Regions from separate parts of the Mus musculus genome. Here region 1 is linked to region 2. A link is a contact called in public promoter capture Hi-C data. All regions are on one chromosome and are shown on one strand. Each heading gives the region's core, a stretch centred on a gene start, on an enhancer-like site or on the middle of the called end of the contact. The rest is flanking DNA. Distances are from core to core; before and after follow the strand shown. Region 1 holds the start of Smoc2 (SPARC related modular calcium binding 2). Region 2 holds the start of Pde10a (phosphodiesterase 10A).

Region 1 (6,890 bases), core at 4,232-6,731, 5.5 Mb before region 2:
CAAGCAGGTAGGATGTGGCCAAAGAGAACGGAAGAAGGATTGGGTGAGGAACTGTGAACTGGGACTGGGGGTTTAGACATGTAGTATACCTATAACAACATGTAAAACCGGAGCACAATAAAGTAATGAAGTTTGAAAAAGACTCAGAAAGATCTGTCTACTAAACACAAGAGACACTCCTCTTACCTCACAGCCCTGGTACCCTGGAGCTAAAAGATATCCTAGGAGTGAAGACCACCTATCCACTAACCCAGCAACACACACTCCCATTGTTGCCCCGAGTGCTGCCAACACATCTGCTAGTTTTTCGAGCTCCTCATGAAGGCATGAAAGCGAGCAGGTGTGCACACACCTGTGGGACCAGAGAGGTGTGGCCAGCATAGTCCTCCTGGAGCCCACAGGAGGGCTTCTTAGTCCGGCTCAAAGAGAGCGAGCGAGCCCTGGAGCTTGTGGACAAGTGCATTGTTCCTTCAGAACCCAGCCCTCATGATCATCAACTGATCACTGGTTCTTCTGCACAAACACTGGGGTCTCAGCCTGGAGACACCTGCTTTTCTGGTCCTTTGTGACAGTATATGGGCTGACCAGAAGAAGCCTTGTCCTGGAGTATCTGACAACTGTCTTCAACTCAAAACGAAGCTCAAGCTCAGCTGTGCTGTGCACCCATCTGGAGCTCAAAGTGGACTCCTTGTTCCTATTGACTTGGTTACTGGATCTAAAAGACAAAACACCCAAATCTGTAGGGGCAACTTTTATGTACCAATTGTATTTTTGGTTGTTGCCAACAAATTTAGGGATCTGTTCCCTAAGCAGTGACTATGGTCCCTAACTCCAGGACAGGCACAGGATGGCCCTTGGGGAACTAAGACTCACTAGACTGTCCTCTACCTCCACTGGTCCTCAGAGTCCTCCCTGGGTTAGAGGTCATTTCTAACATCATTTCTAACAATGAGAAGGAGAATCTTTCCAGTCAGTGCCAGGTTCTGGAGATGAGAAGAGCTTGGGGGTCCCATCCCGCTGAGAAGCTCCCAGTACTACAGACACCAGTCCAGAGACACAGGGATAAGACTGTGAAGTACAGAGACTGAGAGCTCCCTTCCGTGAGGGCCAGGAGGGAAAGGTAAGAGAATTACTACAGGGCCATGGGAGGAGAAGCCAAAGGCCCTATAAGTGTAACTGTTGGAGGGAGAAAGTGAGACCAAGAGCAAGAAGAAAGCAATGATGTTATCAGAGGGTGAGGGAGATGTGGATGGACGGATGGAGATTGCTCTGCATGTACCCTGTAACAGTTTTACAGTAAGCCACACTGGGTTCAGCACAATAAAAATATGAATGTACTTATCTTTCATCAACAAAGTGAAGTTATCCTGTGACCTTCCTGGTGTTGAAAATCTAGTTAACTTGGCCAGACTTTATAATATAACATTCCCACTTAAAATTCCTTTTTAAATCTAAAATGCAAATGTGAGTTGACATCTTTATGCCATGCTCTTTATTTTAATTGAATTACATACAACCTTTGCCTTTCAATTTTCAGCCTGGAACTATGAAACCATGGCAGACTGTGTCCACCCGGGGCCCTCACTTGGAGTAATTTGGTTTTAACCCATGTGAAATTAGAATCCAATGCAATGATAACTCATATTCTGAGCCTTTTCTTCATGTGGGATATAGCATAATCTTTCATACATGTATGGATATTTAAAGTCTGAAGACACTCAATTAGTGACAGGACCCTGCTCCCCACACAGAGGATGTTCTTCCCCTGTAAATGAACTCATTCACAAAGAGAAATTCTCCTTTCAATTTTCTTTAGCTTCAAAGCACAAATGGAATGGCCTCATTGTAAGCTTGTGCTTCTATATATGAAATCACGTGTCTTTTAATATAATTTTTAACCTGTACACATTCCCTTTCACCTCCAACCTCGCAAGCCACAGCCAGTCTTTATGGCCTCCACATCCTATCATCCTGGCTGAACCAAAGAGGCACTGGGATACAAGATCCCTTAAACCCCTGAGCCACTGTAACCCACAGGTATCCAGGTTGCCTTAGTCAGGCTTGAAGCTATTCACAATCTTCATTTCAAATGAGAACTAAAGGTTTAGAGATCATGTAAATGAGTTCCTAGTAGGAAACATCGTCTTTAGTTCCCTCCTCCTTCCCCCAGTTTCAGAGACCTTCTTCACAGAGCCTCAGACACAGTGTTGCCAGAAGAGGAAGGAAAATTGGATCACTGTTGGTTCCTCAGACTGAGGGCTATGGTGTCACAGCATCATGGTCCATACATCCCACTGCACCATCACTCAAGTGCAGAAGGAAACATGATCATGGACAGCACGTCCTGTCCTGGACTGATGATCATCAGTGGTGTTCTTCTGAATCCACGTGTCCAAACTGCTGTCTTCCCATCACTCTCCTTCCCTTCAAAGACCCAAGCTGAAAATCACAAAGCACACGGCAGAATGCCCGCATCTCCTCACCTCACTCCACTCACTGGAAAGAACGCTAACATCTGTGCACAACCAGGCCATGAGAAGGGTGGAAAAATCCACAGGCTGGCTCTGTCGGCTGGCTCTGTCCGTACACACTTCCTCCCCAAGAGGTGAATCAGTTTACTCATTCCCAGAACAAATGGGCAGGACAAAGGGAAGAACGTGCTCTTCCCATCTGCCTGGACAGCCCACATGATTTCTCTCATCTAAGCCAGGCAAGGAATCTACTCTAATACCCAAACACCCCGTAATGACACAACAGTGTAAGAGCTGGCTTCTAAACTCCCTTCCAACAGCATAATCTGGATTGGAGAATGAGTGTAGTCTGAGTGCATCAAATGTTACCTTTAACCCTTAGGACATGCTGGGTAGTCTTCCTCATTCTATAGGTAAGACCGAAGAGGTTCAGTCACTTGCATAAGATCACACACCCATCCAGAAGAAACCTGGCCCCCACACATCCCCATGGACTGTGAGTCCCGTATACTCCTGTGAACTGAGAGGCCCATTTATTTCTATGAATTGAATTCCACACACCCTTAAGAACTTAAGAACCCATGCACTTTTGCAAACTAACACTTCAGTCATTTACTAGAGGCAAAATAGAAACCTCATACATAGGAGTCCATTCTCTAGTTTAGTCTTTAGGAACCCAAAGACGTCTCCAACAAACAGAAGGTAACTTGAAAGGAGATTAGCAACCACGTTAGAAAACTCCAGAACATCTAACATTTCCCAGTGACTGATCACTCAAACTTTGATTATATCTGAAGTACTTTCTATTGCAACCACAGTCTTCATTTTCTAGATGGGGATGGCAGGGAGGAGAGAAGAATCCTGGCAAATAGTTTATAGCTTTAAATATTTCTCCTGGATGCAAAAGCAGCAGCATTTTATGTGTTAATGTGATTTTAAGACAAAGTGTTCTTGGGGAGTGCGGTAAATGGGGCACTTCCTGTATGGTGTAAGACCAACTCCCAGCTCCCGTAAAGAGACCCCACAAGCAGCTGGCACCCATGGAGCCCAGGAAACCTTGCAACAGTGTAAAGAGACAAAGGGGGAAAGCAATAAGTTTCCAGAAGGGGTAGGGCAAGAAAAGAAAATCTGTCCTGTTTACCAATCTTAGACAGAGAGGGGGGGGGCGGTGGGGAGAGAGCGCACAGAGGGTGAGACATGTCTACTTGATACTTTTAGAAAATAGTATAGTGATTACACAAGTCTGCTGCTTAGAGCTCAGATACATGGTGCTAAGACCTTTTGAGAACTGGCCAGTTTCCCAGTGGACTTTTTAAATTTGCTCGAAGTGTGTGCACGAGCTCTGTACATACATGAACATCTGTGCACACATTCATATATGAATGCATGCATGTCGTCCCTTCAGGCTCTTCGGGGTAGGGCAAGACTGGGAGTGAAAACTCCCTGCAGTTTCCAGCTATGGTTCTAATCTATCAGTCGCTCACGAGACACAAGGCAGGGCCCTAGGACTGCCCCAGAAGAATTTTAGGTATGAACAATGAACTCACTCAATCTTCCCCCTTTCAAGCTGCTGAGAAACAGGGAGAGGGGAAGAAAAAGCAACAGGCTGGCCAGCTTGCTTCACTTTTGCAAAAAGCTTCGACTCGTGGGCTAGCCCTGGTTTTCCATAGGCTAAGCACCCTCCCCAGGGCACCTACCACTCCAACACTCCTCTCCACGGGAGCCTGCTCACCACCTTGGTGTTTTCTTAAGCACTTGTTCAAAAACACGTTTAAGTGGAATGCTTTCGTTTCTGCAGATTGCATTAATTATGGGTTCCCTAGCGCGCGGGCCGCAGAAGGGCTGCCCGCCGGGCTCTGCAGACACCAGCCCGCAGGAGTGGCCGCGGTTGTGTTGGCCCGAGGTGGACGCGCTCAGCCCCCATCCACAGCGCGGCTTTTGGCACCTCACCTCGCGCCTTGGCGTAGCCAGTACTGCAACTAAGAGAGACAAACTTAGAGCGGTCAACCACAGTGCCACGCGCGCTCGGGAGCGCGCCCTGGCGCGCACTGCATCCTGCTCCTGAGGAGAGGACCCACGAGACCAGGGGCGCTCCTCTATGCCTCCTGTGCTGGAGATTGTTCCTCCTCTATGAGTTGTTTTTTTTGTTTTTTGGCTTTTGGATTTTGGATTTTTTTTTTTAAAGAAACGCGCTCTTTAATTCAATGTCATATCTGCTTCTTCCTCTCAATTAAGGGTTCTCTGAGATGCTCCGCCACAAGTGGAACACATGGGATGTGGCCCCTTTCTCCCCCATAAGGGGGGTTGGGGTACAAGGGGTCCTCGTGGCGCTGGAGCCGAAGATTGCCCGCTTCCTAATCCTAGGCTGGGTCGGTGGCGTTGGCAAGGTGGGCACCCAGTCCCGGTGAGTTCGCCCTGAAAGAGCTGAGGTGCATAAGTGGCCCAGATCCTTGTTCCTGTGCCATCTCATCTCGCCCAAAGTGGGGGACTCCAGGCACTCCTGCATGTCAACTCCCTTCTATCCTGGACTAGTAGGACCAGCAGCCCTTCACATACTGAGTAGCTATCGACCCTGGACACGCACGCTGTGGGACTCTCCCGAACCCACCTGTTGGGGATTGCTGGGCCACCTGCTCCCGGAGCCTTGTCCCAGAAGGAAGAGTGGGTTCTCAGTGAGGGACAACAGAGAAAGACAGGGGCGCGTCCCGGGACTTACCGTGAGCGCTGAGAACTTCTGCGCGGGCACCGGCGGCAGCAAGGCAGCGAGCAGCGGCAGCCAGCACAGCTGTGGCGGCAGCATGGTGACGCTGGAGGGGACCAAGCGAGGCAGACGCCCCACGCGCTGCGCCCTGGCACTCGGCGAAGATCCGGTGTGCGAACGTGCGGGCGAGCGGGCTAGAACTGCTCCGCGGTCCTATGGCCGCTGGTGGAGACCGCACGGCCCCTCCGTGCGCTCTGGCCGGCGCTCCCCGAACTGCCGCTGCTGCTGTCAAACAGCCCTAGTTTCCCCGGATCCTCCTGTCCCGCCCTCTTCGCCCTCCCGCCCGCAAATCTCCTCCCTCCGCCCCACCTCCCTTAGCCACCGCGCCCGCGCAGGGGCCGCCCGGCGCGCAGGGCTGTGAAGGAGACAGCGAAGGCTACCAGGACTAGGCAAGCGTGTGTTGATGCTGTTTGCACGCCTCCTTCAAGCCAATGCCAGGGCACACCTTACAGGCATGCACACTCACACTGGCTCCAAGAGATGCACTGAGCCCCACCCTCCTGGCCTAGGGCGCCTTCTGTCTTCACCTTGGAGGGTCCCCACTGTGCCTTGGCTCGCCTGTGGCTTTACATTCACCAGAATGTAGCACTCTGAGATGCTAAGTGGTCATTGGCTCCTCGGTAGGGCCTCTGAGAACACCAGGAGTCCTGCATCTTTCCGCAGGTTAACGAGGAGGGCGGGAGGGGTCTGAAAACAGATCTGTGAGGCAGATGACTTCCTTGAGTTGGGCAAACTTAGAGAAAGGTGAGCGCACACATTGATGTGGCCGCTTCAAACAGTTTAGGCAAGCATTTCAGGTGTTCGGCAGCAAGCGCATTTGAGTAGGCTTTTGACTGTGATAGAAACCAAGGGGATTTTGCGCACCAGGTCCTGCAAAAGGAGCATTGCTGAAATAGTTTAGCCCTGGCTGGTAGCTTCACAGGAAAAGGCCCTAATTCTACCTCACGCAGAAAGCCAGCTGGGAAGACTTTCGAGAACAAAGAATCAATTGACTTGTCAGGGCCTCTCTGTAGGGAGCAAAACAGCAAGCTCACCTCTAACTTCTCTCTCCTCTGCTGCTCTGGAGATTCCTGTGAGATCGTAGACCAATCAGAAAGCAGCTACCCTGCCCTAGCCCAACACGGGGACCTCTGGAGAAGAACAGCGCTGGAGCTCCAAAAGGATAGCCTTGAAGAATGAAGTCAACCGAGCAAACAGTCCCAACTTCATCAGGTGGGCTGTGCCTATTTTCAGGAGGTCATTAGGAGTGGGCTTGTGGACAGCTGACATTCCCTCACTGGAGGAGAGAACGAATGGGAAGTATCACTGGACTTCACCTCAGATGGCGGGTGTTCGTGCAGTTCTTCCTAATAGTTGTCCTTCAGGGCCTCTGGAGGTACTCGAGATCATGAGCTGGGGCAAATTCCCCGAGAGGGGCTCCATCTATGTGGGTGTGGAAGCCATCATCCAAGCTGTGTGAAGACTGGACTATGGATGCTCTGACGTTAATCACATTCCTGCAGTGAACCCCTCACCTATGCATGTTAGTAAGCACAAGCTCACTAGCTCCCCGTGCTGAACTCCCCATGGAATCCTAGTTTGTTTTGCCACTGGGGCCTTTTGAGGAGAGATAGATCTTGCTTATGTCTCCTCAGGAAAGGAACTCTCACATCACACAG
Region 2 (7,111 bases), core at 3,759-6,258:
ACCCTGCCCACAGTCCTCTCCAGCCTGCCTTCTAGAAAGTAAGCCAGACAGCAGGCGTGAAGGCGGGGTAGTAGCAGATACACTGGCCAGGGCCATTCTGGGTGCCAGTATTGCCTTTGCCACAGCTATAGATTCCCTGCCCCTTAGAGTTCTTCTCCAGACTTGAAAAAAGGCTTTCCTCCATTGCACGGACTGTGTTATACGCAGGGTGGCAGTTGTGCTGGTTGGCACACTATTCCTCACACAACCTGCCTGCTACTCAACATGCTTTTCTTTGTTTTAGGACACAAAATGTTTTGTGTGAAAAACAAAAAAAAAAAAAAACCCTCCAAGAGCAATGTATCAATTTGAGATAGAAGGCCTGTCTTCTGATTTTCTAGCTCTTTCTCATTTAAACCTTCAGGAAATTCCTCTGTCCACATAGGTTTATTTCAAATTAAAAGTAGGATTCCATGGATTGCCTATTAATAATCTAAATAGTATAATACCACCCAGTTTAAATAGCTTTGCCCTTTGGACTTCTGACCTAGCCAAGAACCAGCTCACCCCTCCATGGATAGCAGATGACGTTCACTGCCCACAGCCAGCCTGGCAGGAATTCACAGCATGCTATTCGGGTCACCTTTTGGGGCACCCGTGTCTCTATGCCAGGTCTTTGGGGAGTAAAGAGTCATCTCTACACCCTCCACACAGTTGTGTTATAGAACATGTGGGTCCTCTCCAACAAGCTGTGAGTTGGGTCTTGACTGAATGTAGGCCCATGGTGGATGCAGGCAGTGCTGGGCCTTGAGTCTGGTTTTCCCCTGTGGCATCAGCTTCACAGAGCCTATGAGAATACCCTGACTGGGACGCCTGGTGCTGTCTGGAGTACTGAGTGCATTTGCTCTCACAGGGACCATATTTATCTCAGTGTATCCTGGCATCAGCCACGCAGTCCTCACACCCCGGGGAAACAGTTTAAGAGTGGCGAGTAACAGACTCACAAGTCCTGCAAAAGTACACTCACTGGGATATTTGAGGAACATACAGTAATTTGCAGTATGAAGGCATTTACACTGTGCATTCACAAACCTCTCTGGTCTTAATTTCCTTTGCTTTCTCCGTATCGCCACCCTCCATGCCTCCCCCACACAAATACACACATGCAAACACACATACAAACACACACATACACACATACAAATACACACTTTTATTTTTATGCACGGAGCTCTTTCTGCTCTTTACTGTAGTTAACTCATAAAAATATAGCACACAGAGAGACACGGGTGGGGAGGTATTTGTGGCTTGGGATTCTCATTCCTAGAGCTGTATTTTTCACAGGTGTGTCTCCTGCTCTTCCCAGGCAAAGCCTCCTCCAGCCATGCCACAATGTATCACAAAGCTGACTAGGTAGCACAGACAGCCTGTATTTGTTACAGGAAATTGGCTCTAATTCCCATTGGCCTGCAGTGTGACCCACCCCACCCCCAATGCAAAATGAACCCAGAGGATGCTCCAGGACAACAATTGTTGTCTTTCCCTGGGCAAGATTTTTCTACTTAATCAGCAACTCTTCCAGCGGTAGAAAGGAAAAGCAGAGATCTAGTGATCTGACAGAGAACAGGAAATGATGTGAACTCGGGAATGGCCTGATTCAGACAGAGGAACAGCATCAGGTGGGAAGCCCATGGACCACTTGCAGCAATGAGCATCAATACTGAGCCAACTCCTGCCCGGGAGGCTCCATCTCACCTTGGCCTACTAACCCACTATAGATCTGTGGCTTCAACATGCTTAAGCAAGAGGGACCAGCTAGGGCAGGATCTGGTACTGGCAATGGTAGCAGGCAAGTGTCTGCTCAGCGCGTGACCAGGTAAGCCGAAAAACAGAACAAAACAGACACAGGATGAGGCTATTGTCCTCCTACACAGGGCTCCCTTTCTCACAAGAGAACTGTAGTATGCACTTGTCTAAGTAGCATCTGGGCTCAGCAGCCTGCACATGACGATTTGTTTGGCTGACAAAGAGATCAAAGTAAAAGAAAGCTCCGATACAAGCCCCACAGGGATACATCTGATTACCTCTGTGCATTTTTGTGTCCTTGGAGAATACACAAGTTCCTTCCAAGAGGCTTTTTTTTTTTTTAAGAAAACTGCCAAATTTCAGATCCTTCAGTGTTTAAGACCCAGGTGGCCTGCTCTTTGACCCCAGACAAAAATAGAACCCCTAAAAGTATGTGTTGGGGGGGGGGAGAAGTGGAACATAGAGCAGCCTTTCCTCAGGTATCAATCTCTTCCTCTCCTTTTGAGTTGGGGTGTGTGAGAACAGACTGTCTACAAGTCACATATACCCTAGTACTTACTGCTCTCATTGTATCCCAAAGCTACAGAAGCCTTGTTCTTAGGAACTGGAGTGAGCATGCCTTAGCAGGGATAGCTTCTCCTGTTTGGAATCATGTACAGAGTAGAACTCTGAAAGATAACACCCTCCCCAGGATAGGGTACCCCAAGATAACTCAGATATCTCTCTGGAACTGCTCATCTTTGTTCAGAACCATAATTTCTACTTCGACGCCAGCCCCACCTTAGACAAAGACAGCACCTATAGATCCATGCACACATACTCTCCAAAAGGAGGGGGAAAAAGTGTTCCAGCCAAATCTCTCTCATATATGTGACATTTGGAACTGCCAAGTATAGTGGCCTACAAGCCTATGCTTGAGCATGCCTAAGCACATACGTGTGCATCAATTGCCAAAAGAGAAAACATACTTATGTAGTAAAGGGGAAAAAATGAACTGTCTAGGAGGCAGAAGACCCCGGAGCAAGCCCAGTCATAGGCCTTAGGGTTATTCCAACAACCCAAGAGTCTATGGGCCCCACCTTCTCCCATTACCTCCAAACCAGGGTCAATCCATGGAGTCCCTTTTGGAAAGTATGGTCTCTGCCGACCACAATCTAAGGGAAAGAGTACAAGCTCGTACGAAGATGCTCCATGTGCAGCACCCATAAATCACATATACAGGGATGGGGGAAGTACACACCTGGGGGAAGCCTCGGGCTCGGAGGACAGCTGGGAGCATGGAGTCCACACCCTTCAAGGCAATTGAGTCAACAAGCAAGTCTAAGCAGAGATTTGCTGAATACTGCCTGCAGGTGTGTGAGTGGCCACTGGGTCATGTGGCTACTGTGGACTGGCCCAGGGCCAGGGAAGCAGGATTGCGGGAGTCAACCCAGCCAGAAGGGAACATGGTCACCCACCTGGTGGCTAGACTCTAAGGGGCTCCTGGGTACACACCTAGAGCAGTCCTGAGGAGGGTCTCAACCCTGACACCCCATGTCCCTGCGCGGAGGTCCACTCCCGTTAAGGAGTGAGTGGTACTTAGGAGCAGTAGCAAGAAAGCTCATTTACAACCTGGCAGCTTCTGCCTGGAGAAAGCTAGGCAAAAAGCGCGGCTTACCAGCGAGAAAGCAGACAAAGGCTCGGTGCGCACGCGGTGGACTGTGGCACCAAATCCACGCTCAGGGTGGAGCAGATGCCCGAGTCTCACAATTTCCCACGGATGTGCCCTCTCAGAGCACAGACTCTCCCACCAGGTCCCGCCTGGTCCCTTTCCCGCCCCGGTGTTCTGGTCCTCACCCTGCTCACCCTCCATCCACAACAGCAGCGACTCCCTCCTCTGCGCGTCTGGAGCTTCTTTCCTAAACATCGTCTGCCTGCCTGCCTGCCTCCTTCCTTCCTTCCTTCCAGTGAAGCTGCTTTTGACTTCTTTGCTCAATCTTGTCCCCCTCCCCCTATGACACGCCCTCTGTTGCCCCTGCCCCAGAAGGCTTGCAGACCTGCACCCGGGAGGGGCAGGTCAGAAAGGTCATGCTACAGTTGTCCCGCGGGTCCGAAGGAACCAGAGGTGCCTTTTTCTTCTATGCTAACGCCCCATTGTTCCTTGGCTTTCTTCACCCACCCTTGCACCAGCTCCCCAGAATCTGCGTGAGGTGGGCTGGGGGGCGGGGGGAAAGTGCTGCGTCCTTTTCATGAGGGTGGGTGCACCCAGCTCCATACCACTGGTCCGCGCGCCAGAACACAGTCACTGCAGGCTCGGGCACAGCCCTCCTTCACATTTGGAATCCTGGGCTTCCTGAGCCTTGCCTATCCCCATGGCTGCGTCAGGAATCCAGCGGTTTAGATCCCCAGGACCCCCCCAGTGGAAGGAAGCATATATACTCCAGTCAAGTGATCACAGGCTAGAGAGAAATGTAGAGTAATCGGTGACAAACTTGATGGTCTAAATCATGAGTCGGGTCAATGTGGCCAGGGACAGCTCTAGGAAGCAGGTTAGTTTCTAAACGTCCGGCTCCAACACCCTCCGGGTCACGCTTCCTCTGTGCGCACGCCGGGCTGGGGAAAGCCGGGTGTCCCTACGCTGATGGGCGGTCCCGAACGTCCCTGAGGTGCCACCAGCTTCCTGAGACCCACTGGCCAATATTGGTCTGGTACACACACACACCTTGCAGACTACCCACTACCGTAGCAGCTCCCTCCCCACCCCACGATCTGAACCCCCGATTTGTCCCCACCAAGCCAGAAAACCACCCCGGCCACGGGGAACGTGGGGCCGGGCCACTTACTGGGGCTGAGGAAACACTCGGTCAGCCTTCGGAAGCAACTCGCATTGTTAGAGGGTCCATCTTCCATGTCGGAGCCGAAGGGCAGCGGCCAAACGGTGGCAAGGGGGAAGGCGGCGCCTCGGGGCCGCCAAAGAGTTCGGCCACCGGCGGCAGAGCCGGGGCCGAGGCCAGGGCAGCCCCCGCCGGCGCCCGGAAAATCCGAGGAGTCCGCGCGGCGTGCACCCGGGTGTAGGGGAAGCCGCGGCGGCGGAGATGGCCGGGGCCCGGCGCGGGCAGGGAGCAGCAAGCCTTGAATCGCAGGCGAGAGGAAGAGCCGCCGCCGCCCGCCGCTGCCACCGCTGCTGCCACCGCTGCTGCGGTGACTACTGCCTGGGGGGACGCTCAAGGGAGCTGCCTCTTGTCCTCCTCCTCCGCCGCCGCCGCCAGCATCGCCGCCGCCGCCTCCTCCTCCTCCAGCCGCCGCTGCGCCCTCCCTTCTCGGGAGACGCGCGGGGAGGTGGAAGGCAGATGAGGAGGGGACAAGAGGGGGAGGGGGGAGGGGGGGCGGCGGCCAGAAGTACCAGGAAGATGAAAAGGAGGAGGAGGGGACAGGGGAGGAGAAGGCAAGCGCCCAGGGAGCACGGGCCGCCACCCAACCACAGCCTCCGGCACGGAGAGCGGAGAGGGCGCTGGGGCCCCCAGTGGGGCTGGCGTGGCCTGCGGGAGACAGGGACCGGGACAGGGGCGGGGGCGCCGCTAGCTCCTCCCGGCTGCAGCCAAGCAGCTCCCGGGCCAGGCTCAGGCCCACTGTACTCCGCCCGCTGGCCGCGCCGCACCGGGGTTCCAGAGGGACTTGGACACGGCCGGGCTCGTCCCCAGACTCCCGCAGTGGGGCCTGGGGGTGGGGAGCGAGCCGCTCCTCCGGGCTAGCCATGGCCCTCCTCCCCAGCTTGCAAGGGGGGCAGGCGGGAGGGCGCGGCGGCCCGGACTCTGCGGGCTCCGCCCCCGCAGCACCGGCCCTCCCCGCGACGCTGCCCAGGCTCTGGTCCGGTCCGCCTCTCGGGTCTAGGGTGCCTCTCCGGCCCGGGGGTTCACATCGTGTTCCCTTTGGGATTCAATAGGACCGCGGGCGGGGGGACGAGTCCCGATCGCTGCGCCGGGGTGCGGGCTGGTACGCACGATCCGCGTCCTTCCCGGCCTGGCGAGGCTGCCGGGACGCTGCCTGCGGGCGTGGCGTGGTGTGTGCAAGCTCCGGCCGGCGCCTGAGCCGCGGCGGCTGCTCCAGAGCAGCGGAGAAAAGCGCCGCAGTGCTGCTGCCCGTGGAGGCGGCGGTGGTGGCGGCGGCAGAAGACGCCCACTGGCGGAGCAGGCGCTCCCCGAACCGCCACCGCCCGCGCCCACGTTGCGCGTCCACTGGAACTCAGGTCCCAGCACCCTGGCACTCTGCGTGTGGTGTGTGCCCCTGGCCCGCTAGTCTCCCTGGAGGTGGCACATCTGGATCTGGCGTTCCAGATGCTAAACCCACAGCCTAGCCTCTGTTCCAGCTGTGTGCAAACCACATCCGCCTGTGGGCGGGTGACCTGAACCAGGGAATCCTCTCTCCAGCCCCGCAGTATCAACAGAGAAGGCTTTTGGTCAGAGCTCCTGGAGGGGGGGATTCAAATTTGGACATTTAGCAAGTTTAAAATCAAGGCAGAGTTCCCATTAGAATGTCTCAAAAGGCGGTTCTTTCCGGGACTGCCTTGCCAATACCCACTTTAAAGCGAACTTTAGGTATGTCAGCCCACTTTGTCCTGGTGGGTCTGGAAGATAGAAGGAGCAAACTAGGGTTCGCACACAAAATGTAAAGAGTTCATTGCTTTAAAACCCAGAGACCATCTGTCACCAGTGGCTTACTTGGGCCCCCTATTCCTTCAACAGCCTGGAGACCGCTGCTGTAGAAAAAGTCTGGCGCAATGGGCGCTGAGAACAGGAACTTTGAGAGTTGGGGGAAGCTGACTAGCCAAGGAGCGCAGGTGCAGGTGTTGGCGATCCTGCCCTTGCCGACTCCCCTCAACCACCTCTGCACACCCGTTTTGAGTGTCCTGATTGCCTCTTGGTAGAACAGTCAGCGTCCTAAAGACCAACAGCTCAGCACCTAAGCTTATGCTGCCGTGCAGCGGCTTGGCTGATCCAGGGCTGGGACTCTGAGTATGAGACCTGCAGGGATGGCAGGAACAGTTTCTCCTCGTCGCAGTTTTCTTTTTTATTCGGATGATTTTCATGTTTTGATTTGCAGTGAATTCCACATTCTTCTGCAATACACTCTTTTCCCGGACTCCTGTCTCCTGATTCCAAACCCCTAAGAGTGGAAAAGGAACAGTCACGGTTGCACCGGATTGACCAGGTGGCATTCTGAGGACCTGATACTTCAGGCGTCCTCTTTAAAGTTCCCGACATTTTGGCAATTCTGAGAAGGACAGTCTCAGAGTGTAGCATAATAGCAGGAGCCAGCCAGTCCACCTCACCATGAGATCCCTGCGCTT

What was found. Promoter capture Hi-C pulls out the DNA fragments that hold promoters and counts their contacts.
Region 1: a contact with region 2 is called in a promoter capture Hi-C map of embryonic stem cells, with 5 read pairs. The contact joins the promoter of Smoc2 here to the promoter of Pde10a in region 2. A contact is called at or near these places in 1 of 39 promoter capture datasets (embryonic stem cells) and 1 of 484 Hi-C or Micro-C datasets (embryonic stem cells).

The regions. Positions count from the first base shown.
Region 1 is chr17:14,278,097-14,284,986 of GRCm38.p6, reverse strand. It overlaps Smoc2 (SPARC related modular calcium binding 2), which reads right to left and starts at 5,481. Exons shown (of 13, transcript NM_022315.2): 1 at 5,188-5,481. The coding sequence starts at 5,271. It overlaps Gm52280 (a long non-coding RNA gene), which reads left to right and starts at 4,476. Exons shown (of 3, transcript XR_003952216.1): 1 at 4,476-4,875; 2 at 6,299-6,444; 3 at 6,867-6,890.
Region 2 is chr17:8,799,642-8,806,752 of GRCm38.p6, reverse strand. Pde10a (phosphodiesterase 10A) reads right to left here and starts at 5,008. Exons shown (of 22, transcript NM_011866.2): 1 at 4,608-5,008. The coding sequence starts at 4,674.